2 separate regions of the Anas platyrhynchos genome follow, and region 1 is linked to region 2. A link is a contact called in public Hi-C data. All regions are on one chromosome and are shown on one strand. Each heading gives the region's core, a stretch centred on a gene start, on an enhancer-like site or on the middle of the called end of the contact. The rest is flanking DNA. Distances are from core to core; before and after follow the strand shown. Region 1 overlaps SH3TC2 (SH3 domain and tetratricopeptide repeats 2). Region 2 has its middle 63 kb from the start of UBTD2.

Region 1 (4,950 bases), core at 2,341-4,840, 110 kb after region 2:
AAATAATAATTATATTAAAAAAAAATCACCATAAACAAAACCCCTTTGTGTGCTGGTTATGTAAAACTTTATTCTTCTTTTCCCAAATTCTCTTTTTCCTTCCCCCCTGCCCTGCAGCAGACAGGAATTGTTGGCACTTGTGTGGTTTCCTCTGCATGTCCCCAGCGATGAGGCGGTCTCGCTGCCAGGTTTCTTGTCTGTACCCCTCTCGGTGAGGAGTGGGACACCAGGCAGGAGCTGGGGAGCTACGAGGAGAGCAGCTTTGCTGGGACCAATGACAATGACAGCCCCATTGCTGACCCATGCCTGATGCCATCTCAGCACAAAACCTGTTACATCCCGGCTAGGAAATGGTTTATATCTGGCCTCACCACCCCTTGTCTGCACCATTGGTCACTTCCCAGCTGCTCTCTCCCTCCTCTCTTTCTTGGTTTTGTTTCTCTCCTGCCCCAGGGACACAGCAAGCTGCCAGGATGGGGACACCAGCAGTGCAAACATGAGCCCCCATTGCAGCAGGTGGAGATGGGCTGCCCGGTGCAGGGCAGGGCAGGTTTGTCTAAGCACGTGGAGTTACAGTTAGTGACTCTTGGCTCTTGCTCAGGCTCCTGGCATCAGCCTCGAACACACCTCCCAGCACGCATATTTATGATCCCAATTAACACCAAACAAAAACCCGGCTTGCTCTGAAAATGAATGATTTTTAATCTAAATTGCCCGTTTTACATACTTCGCCCACCTCTGCTTAGCAGAACAGCTGGTGTTTACCAGCCTCTCGTTACTCTCCCAAGCAGGAAGATGCAGGACCAGCCGTCCCTGAGATAAGGTGAGCTCTGCCCCCGACGCTTTGCTCCTCCGCATCCTCAACAAGCCCCAGGGGAAGCAGAGTCCTGGAAGCCAGCACCACCCCTCTGCCAAAATATAAGGTTGATGGGGATGGGTAAATGATGTAAGATCCATAGACAGCATCTCTGGCTGCAAAACCTGGGCACAGAAGAGCTCTGCACAGCCCTGGTGTGCTCCTAGCAGGGTTGGCGGCTGTGCTGTGGTTGGTTATTTTGGTTAAGGGATCCCCAGGCACAGGTCTTCAGGATGGCTCCTACCCAGTCCCTGGATCCATGCAGCACATCCTGAAATTCAAACATCTCACCCAAGAAGCAAGCACCGTCCCTGCCCCACCGCAGGGCTTTGACAGCACTCAGTGAGGGTTTCTGCCCCTCAGCTAACCCACAGGCAGGGTGTGGGATGAGGCTGCGTGGTGCAGCTGGAATACGAAGGTCTGTCCAGCACGGACCAGGAAGATTTGCAGCACCGTACAATGAAAGATGTCAGCTCATAGCAATTATTACTGCTGGGTGTTGTGTTTCTGCAGGAAAGAGTAGTTTCTGTGCAAACCCAAATAAATCCAGCTATCTCGACACTTCTGTCCGTATCTATACGTGCAGTTATCAGCGCTTCCTTTTTTATAATGCCCTGGAGGCTAACACCAGAGCTAAGATGATCCAGGAATTATTCTCGTCGTAGTACTTCCACTATCCAAGAATGAACATATGTTAAAGAAATCCAGTCCTTCTTTACTCCAGGCCTTAATTTCCCCTCGGGGCATTGGCCAAAAATGGGGTCAGGGTGCCAGCTCCATCTCTTTACGCAGGCTTGCATCAGAGCTGGTCATGCTGGTGCCCAGAGGATCACACCGGCGGAAGATCAGAGCCAGGGGATGGCCCCAGGCACGTACAAGCTCTGGCACCAAAGCAAGGAGGTTCCTCCAGCAGCACCCTTCGCCCTCTGAACGTGCTGGAAGGGAAGGTGCAGCTTTCTGTGGCCATGGGGAGGTGCATGCTGCCACACGTGGGGCCACTGGTGCTATTTCCAGCTCTGCTGGCCAGGGACTGGAGGCAGGAAAAGTGCCGGGACTGGGCACGGAGCAGGCAGTCACATGCAGCTCAGAAATGAGTCACAAGCCACAGCACGGCGACAACACCTGGGATACGAGGAGACCTGATCCATCCATTCCCTTTCCCCTATTTTTTCCTCTGCTCGGAGTGGCATTCGCACTGGTGAAGTGGGCTGGGCACTGGTGGCAGGGCCTGTAGGATAAATATCTCCTGTCTCGCTACCGTCCTTCTCTTCTGACCTCCTCGTTGGTAAAGCAATGCCACAGCTCTGCACCCTGTAGCACTTTGGGGTGCACACCTCCTGCGTGGTCTCTGTGCCTCCTACACACACAGGACAGCTCCATGGTGAGCCCAAGAGGCAGACAGCTCCCAGCCCCATGCCCAAGGAATGATGGATGGAAAGGTGGAAGGTGATAACCCCCAGCCAGGCTGCCCAGGGGCTTGTGCCATCACCCAGGGACCTCCTCTGGCACGAAGACCCCAAAAGACCTTATTTTCCTTGCCCGGAAAGAATGGGACAAGGAGAAATCTCCTCCCTAGCTGCAGGAATGCTGGGTCCTCACCCACCCTTGGGCACAGGCACAGGGGCTGGCACGCACCAAGTTTCACTTTATTTCCAAGTGTTATCATGATGTTTAATCAGCCCTGGCCACCCTGACCTCTCATCCTGATAGGAAAACAGCCCGGCTTTGTCAGAGAGGGCTGGTGGATGAGAGGGAAAAGGATGTTTTATGGGATGTTCTCAAGGAGTGAGCCTCCTCATTTTTATTTTTTTTCCCCCAGGCAGCACAAAGTCATTTGCTGTGATTTAGAAAACACATGTCTGGTTAAAAACTACGGGCCAGACCTACAGTCCTGCAGATCAGGATGTCTCAGCTGATTTAGACCAGCTGAAACTCTGACTCGCTGTGTTTAAACAAAGCCCATTTTTTTCTCACTGGTGCTAGGCGGAAAGGCCTCAGGTTTTGGCTCTGTTAGGGATATTTTAGGGAGAATGCTCTCTGCATGATTCATCCTCCACGGGGCTTCGCTTTGACAAGAACCACAAGAGCCACTGGCCACCCATGTGGGTCTGCAGGGATGCTGGGTCTGCACCCACCTGGGTGCTGGGCCTCATGGTGGCCCCAGGTGTCGTTTTGGGGCCTCCAAGGACAGAGTTGAGGATGGGATGTGCGCACAGAAGGGCTGGTGCAGCTGCACAGATCCTGGCCTCTGTTGGGAGGGCACACGGCACCTGAGCTGAGCACAGAGCGGGCTGCCCATAGGGCGAGCCAGAGGATTTTCCTGGACCGGTTCCCCCAAAAGCTCGCTGGATGTCAAACGGGACAGCGATTTGCCTCCTCCCAACACAGGGCTGAGGTTGCCCCGATGGCATCGCAGGAATGCTTGGTAAACAAGCATTAAACTATTCGCTGCCCTGGTGATGGATGGCTCACAGGGGACAGAAGGGGAAAACGAAGTGGGCACTTGCAGCGGGGGCGAGGAGACCCACGCTGCGCGTTTGGCACTTCCAAGGGGCGCAGCATGGAAGGGAGACGAAGGGACTTGCAGCAGGGTCTCCCCGTGGAGCCCCAGCTCGCTGGCACAGCCTTTCGAGCCCGGGGGAGCGCTCCCCCCTGGCTCAGCACCCGCAGCAGGGCTGGGGCCGAGCGGGACGAGGAGCGGCTCCGCCGCCCGCAACCGCGGGGCTCTGGTGCGCCCTGGCGGTGAGCGGGGCTGCAGCTCGGTGCCCAACAGGAGCCGGCTCCTGCGGAGCTGTGGGGTCACGGAGCATAGCACACAGCACAGAGAACAGGTAGGAATAAATAGAGTTGCTATTCGAGTTAAAACACGCTCGGGTCGGAGGTGTCCCATCGCCGGTTGAGCTGTCCGGTGGGGTCCGGGTGGGGATGGGTGACACCCTGTCCCCATCCCTGTCCATGTTCCTGTCCTCATCCCCATCCCGCACAGCCACACTCCTGGAGTGCTGCCTGCCTCTCTCCCCATTGCACTGTGCTCCAGCACCTGCTCCTGGGCCCCATCCTGCCTCGCTCTGCCAGCAGTGCCATGGCACACAGCGCCACTCCCAAGAAATGAGGGTCCCAGGTCCCTTGTCTGCTGGGGACATGGAGATAAATCGCTGTCAGGAGGCCGGACCCCTCCTGGGATGCTGCTTCTGGAGAGCACGTGGACCCGTACGAGGCAAGAAGCTGTCTGCAGGCACGTCCCCATGGCGATGGATGGGTCAGACGACGTGGCCGCCTTCGCTCAGCCACCGGGCCCGGTACGTGGCACAGCCCGGCGTGCCCACGGGCCCCAGCGTGACCCTGGGGATGTCAGCCAGCTTGGCGTGAATGCGGCCTTGTAGCTCCTGGTCTCCCAGCTCGGTCGCCGCAGCAAGGGCCAGAAGGAAGTAGGCTGCTGCATCCTGTTCGTCCTAAGCATAAAGAGCAGGGCAATTAGGAAGTAATGCAAGGCCACGGGGTGTGAGGGTGCTGGAGCAGAGCCCAGCGGTTCCAGGCAGAACCCAGTGACACCTGAATTCAGTGAAATGGGCTCTGTACAGTCACTAAGTGCTAGCACTTCTTTCCAAACTGCCTGTCCCATGTCAAAACCTGGCTGTGCCAGCACTGTGTGTGCTTATTGTAAAGCTGCAGCCAGGACAGAGAGCCACAGGATGCTGCTGTATATAACCATTGCTGCTTTGCCAGCAGATGGGATACTCCACCTCCAGCGCCCCATGAAGACCCAAGAACACAACACAGCATCATAGCAAGTGTCCTCCTACCTTCAGTTTGTGCAGCGTGAGGTTGCCAAGGTGGCAATACACCTTGGAGTAGTACAGGGCCTCTCCAGAGCACTGCAGCACAGGGGAGCGCAGGGCGAGAGTCTTCAGGTAGCAGTCTTCTGCCATCTCATACATCTGCAGAAAATAGTAGGCTGTAGCCAGGCGGTGGAATGCAATCAGCTCTTGCAATTGATCTCCTGGAAAAAAGTTGCTGATACAGTCAGACTGCAGGGCACTCACACACAGTTCCTAGCCCAGCACACCGAGCCGCTCAGGGATGTGTTTGCTCCA
Region 2 (4,706 bases), core at 1,204-3,703:
GAAGTTTTTCTGTCCCTTGTTCTTGCACTTTTTGTCCCTGGCTCTCCATGACTTTCTGCAAAGGGCTTTCTACTTCGTACAGATTTATCCCTTGCTCCAGTGTAGTGCTGCAGAGGAAATTTAGCTGGGAAATTGGGCATTTGTCCTCAATGGAAAACAATTTTTTGGGGAAACTGCAGCTCATAGGAGAAGGAAATTATCCACACTTTTTGGGTTGAGTTTAATGAGAAATTCTCCCCTCTGAGATTACCCTTCCACCAAAAGAACTGAAGTTTTTTTGTTTTGACATTTTTGAAAAAAGCCTTTCAACCTGATCTATTAGAATTGCTTTTTTTTTTTTAAAAAAAAAAAAAAAAACACACTTCCCTTTTTTATTTATGTATTTATTTACTTATTTTGAGAAAAAGAAGAATGAATGCTTCTCAAATAAATTAAGCCTCTGGGTCTAGTTCATCTTCTTTGTCATTGTTATTCTATAAAGCAACTTAGGGGAAAATGCAGTTCTGTTCAGACTGAGCTAATATATTTTTCTCTCTTTTTTTTTTTTTTTTTTTTTTTTTGATTCACCAACAAAACTGAAAATTCAGCTGTTCTTGCAGCTCTATTTGCAGCACAAGACATTTGCAAATGAGCTGGACAAGTTCCTTATTCAAACAGTAAGACTGTAAGAAACATCCAAAGGCTCTCCAGAGGAATAGCACCAGGGCAGAGCATTTTGTTTGGAAACATTTCTCTTGTTCTTCGGAGTCAAATTCCACATTTCCCAAAAGAGTAACACAACATTTGTTATTTAAAAATAGCAAAGACTGCTCTTTAGGAATCGGGCTAGAGCAGGGCTGTATGGTTCGTCTGATGTGCTGAGGATGGTTCCTCTGGTCCTGGTAATATCATTGTGCTTGTGGGTGCTAACAAAGCATGGGGCTGTGCAGGCAGGGTGGAACAGGATGGATCCAGGGCTGGCTTGGGCAGATGGAGAATCAGCCTGAGCAACTGAGAGACTCCACGCCTGGGCTTTGGCTCTGTTTTTCCAGAGTTATTTTTACCCTTCATGAACCCTTGGTCCTGGTGGAAATGAGCTCAGTAGCACAATGCTTCCTGTGGTCACCTGCCAAGCCAGCGGCACCCATCCCATCCCATCCCATCCCATCCCATCCCATCCCATCCCATCCCATCCCATCCCATCCCATCCCATCCCATCCCATCCCCCTGTCCCTGCTAGTCCAGGAGCTGCAGGACACTGCCTGGGGACAGCAGCCCCACAAGGACCCCCACAACATCCCTGTTGGTGCCTGGGCCGGGCAGGGGGACGTGCTGTGGGTGGGGGCAGGCAGAGGGGGCAACCTCCCCGTCTAGCTCAGGGTATGGTGCCAGCAGGCTGAGCAGCCATGCCCCAGATCCTGAGCCACAAGCAGTGCCCAGCTGCAGGGCAGCACCTCAGCTCTCTCCCCATGGTGTCTGGGGTGTCTGCTCTGCCAGCATCCCCAAAAACACAGCCACCACGCCTGTGCTTCCTCCCAGTGGGCAGTCACACTCCCAAAACATTTCCCAGAGGAGTACTTTCCTTTTTCCTAGATTGCTGGAGTGGGTTTGAGAACAATTTCACAGAGAGCTTGGAAAAAACGAGTCCTTTCCGCTGCTTCAGATTTGGACTCAGGCATGACTTCATTTGACTGTTGGGATTTTTAATTTATGGGATGTTTTAATTACTTGCAGCTGGTGATGCAGCAGAAGGGTTCAGAGAATCTCCTACCTTCCTTGTGGATAACTTGCAGGTAGATATGGTGAGTGGATGTTACTGGCAATAGACAGCAAAGGTGGACAACCAGTCCCTCTCACCTATGCCCTGTCCTCTTCTTCCTCCCCACCAGCTCATAGTTTCAGCCCCCACCCTAGGGAACATGCTAAGAGGTTTCTCCAGGGACAAGATGAATGTGGTGTCTCATCACTGGCCCGAGGATTTCTGCTTCTTTCTATCTAGGGATGGGAAAATTAGGAGGGAATAGTTCATTACCTTGATCTTTCCCAATGAACCTGCAAACTGCTGGGCGTGGGAGGGCAGAGGAATTGGGTCAATGCCTTCTGGGCCACGCAGAAATTCCTCTGTAATTCCCCAGGTCCCAGGAACATCACAGCCGCTATCCTGGAGCACCGTTTCCAGCAGGGACAGCATAAACAAGTCAGCCTTAATCTCATTAGCTCAATGATGCTCTTTATTAGCCTAAACCAGGCTGGCATCCATTTGATGTCTGTCCAAGATAGATTCTGTCTCTCTCTCTGCTGTTGGAAAGGCCATTAAAGTGCTCTCTTCCTGGGCTGTAAATAGAAAGGATAAAAAATTCCTTGCTGATGAACTGTTTTACTGGCAAGCCAGCAACCAGCACAAAGGAGGAAGCAGAGAAGCAGCTGAGAAAACGCGATGAACAGAGGTCAGACCTTCTGCAGACTGGGGCTGACTTTTGGGAGGACGAAGCCCCTGCACTCAGCAGTGAAACCCCAGTGCCTCTGCCAAGCCTCTGGTCCCAGGTGGGACTTGTGCTGTGGGCTGGGAACAGCTAATCCAGCTCTGACTGCTGCGACCTCGTTTGTGTCTGTGGCTTTCTTCCCATCTTCCTCAGAGTAGATGAGAAAGCAAGGCAAGGGGAAAGGAGCAGAAAGATCAAGACAGGAGAGAGACAACTGATCAGGGCAGGGCAGGCAGGGACTGGATGCAAGGTATGGTTATCCTGGCTTTGGCTACGGGTCCGTCCCATCCACCGTCCCCACTATCCTGTCCCTGGGAGGATGAGGTACAGGAATCCTTGGTAGGAGTGGGAGTTTCTTCACCTTGAACACTGTGTGTCCTGCTGAGCACAGCTGTGTGTATGTGTGTGGCTACTTACAAGCCTGAAAGAGTTAGTGCCGTTGGCGATCGTACATGGTAGAAAACTTCCTCGGCATCTCCTCCCTCCCTCTTCTCCCCCAGCACAAGCCCAGCTGCATCTGAACCCAGCCAGGAGATTTAGCTCACAGAAATGCATGTGGCAGAGTGGTACTACAAACATATATATATATTTTTTTTTCACATACAAGAAGGATGGAGAAATAAATTAATACATGGATGACAGGCCTGTTGTTTTGTACTGCCTGTCTCAGCGTTAAAGAAGCTGATGTTCACTTGAGCCCATACCTTCAGCCTGACACAGCCCTGATGACAGACAGCGGCTTTTCTCTTTCTTCTGCCAAAAAGCGTTGAATAAAAGACCTACATTCTTCCAGGGTGTGGCTGGTGACACCGCACATGATATCACAGCCTTGGCAGTGCCAGCACCTGGGTCTCGTGGCACAGCCCAGCGTATCTCCAGGTGTGGCTTCAGGAGATGCTATCTCCCCTGCCTTGCTGCTTCCTGCCTGAACACCACACCGTGACACCAGTTTCTCCCAGACAGGATCCCGTCTTGGCTTCAACTCCCCATTTCAAACTGATGTTGGCAGTGCCGTTGTATAACCATGTTTTTGAGTATATTTTTTATTTTTTGTTATTATTGTGTTTTTTGTGTTTTTTTTTTTTTGTTTTTTTTTGTTTTTTTTAGTGGCACTTGCTTTATCTTTCTCTTCTTCTGTCATCAAGTATCTCTTCAAAACAGTCTTTAAAAAGTTTTCTTGCTGTGAATTTTGCCCACAGGTCCCCATCCCAGAGCTGTGCCTCTGTTGTAATTAACTCAGGCTGTAAGGTGGTTAACGATGGCACATCATGGCCTCGGAGCCTGGAGAGCACTGGGCTGTGCACAGAGGGACAGAGGAGCTGGTGGCACCGACCATCCCACAGCACTGTGACTTTCTGGGGGCAATGCTTTGCCATAAATCCAGCAGCCTGCTGGGCTGCGGAGCTTTCTGGCACCAGGGAAGCTTTATCCCTCAAGTGTGAAATTACTGCACTGGGGAAATTAAGGAACATTAATTCATGCTGTAGCTTTGCTATGGAAAGATAATTCATGTTTCCCCTATGCAAAATGCTCCAGGCATACTAATGGCCCTTGAGCAGAGGTGCTGCTCTTAGCTTTATGTTTCATTGTGGGAATGAACATGATGGGCTGAGCTTTTCCTGGACATAAACCGATAGCCTGCAACGTGACTACCAGAAGTGGGAGATTGTCACTCTTGTTTTGAGAAAAATGTTCTGAATCTGACATTCCTCACATTTTAGTAAAATATTTTTAAAAAAAAATCTAACAGATGAAGATGCTCACTCGTGTAGCAGGTATCATTTCTCAAGGGTTTCTGTCTGGGCAGATAAAGAGAGATAAGCTGCTGCCTTGGCACTTTTTCTTCCAGTTTTCTTTCAATACATTAGATACGGGCTGAATAGGAAGCTAGATCTTCCCCTGCTCCCACTGCTCTGTCTCATTAAATACCAGAACAGTAAAAAATGCCACCTCATTCAGAGAGTTTTCCATCAGTTAAGAAACAATTGCAGTCAAAGCAGGAACAGAGGTGGCAGCAAAGAAGAAACACTTCAGTGAAGGCAGCAAAGTCTCAGTCCCCTTTGGGGCTTTTGAGAAAATCAAGAGAAAAGCCGGCTCCCTGGCTTATCTGATCAGCAATGCTGAAAGATGTTTGAATGGTAAGGAATTGCTGCAATATATCACTGCAATTTGTCTTCTGCACAAAATAATTACTTGAATTCTAGTTTGCTGCCCTCACTGATCTTGGCTGGTTATAAAGACAGA

What was found. Hi-C and Micro-C count contacts between places; a contact is called where the count stands out from the background.
Region 1: a contact with region 2 is called in a Hi-C map of subcutaneous adipose tissue, with 2.3 times the contacts expected there. The contact joins two enhancer-like sites. A contact is called at or near these places in 3 of 8 Hi-C or Micro-C datasets (liver, skeletal muscle and subcutaneous adipose tissue).

What each region holds. Positions count from the first base shown.
Region 1 is chr14:11,444,396-11,449,345 of IASCAAS_PekinDuck_T2T, forward strand. It overlaps SH3TC2 (SH3 domain and tetratricopeptide repeats 2), which reads right to left. Exons shown (of 19, transcript XM_027468529.3): 18 at 4,660-4,856; 19 at 3,689-4,308. The coding sequence ends at 4,117. Among named protein-coding and RNA genes, the nearest start is that of SH3TC2, 18 kb to the right of the region's middle. Within about 2 kb of position 3,591, at least 1 of the 8 cell types and tissues checked has an H3K27ac peak or open chromatin away from gene starts, as enhancers often do. A contact at or near this core is called in subcutaneous adipose tissue, where this site is marked.
Region 2 is chr14:11,338,103-11,342,808 of IASCAAS_PekinDuck_T2T, forward strand. No RefSeq gene overlaps it. Among named protein-coding and RNA genes, the nearest start is that of UBTD2, 63 kb to the left of the region's middle. Within about 2 kb of position 2,454, at least 1 of the 8 cell types and tissues checked has an H3K27ac peak or open chromatin away from gene starts, as enhancers often do. A contact at or near this core is called in subcutaneous adipose tissue, where this site is marked.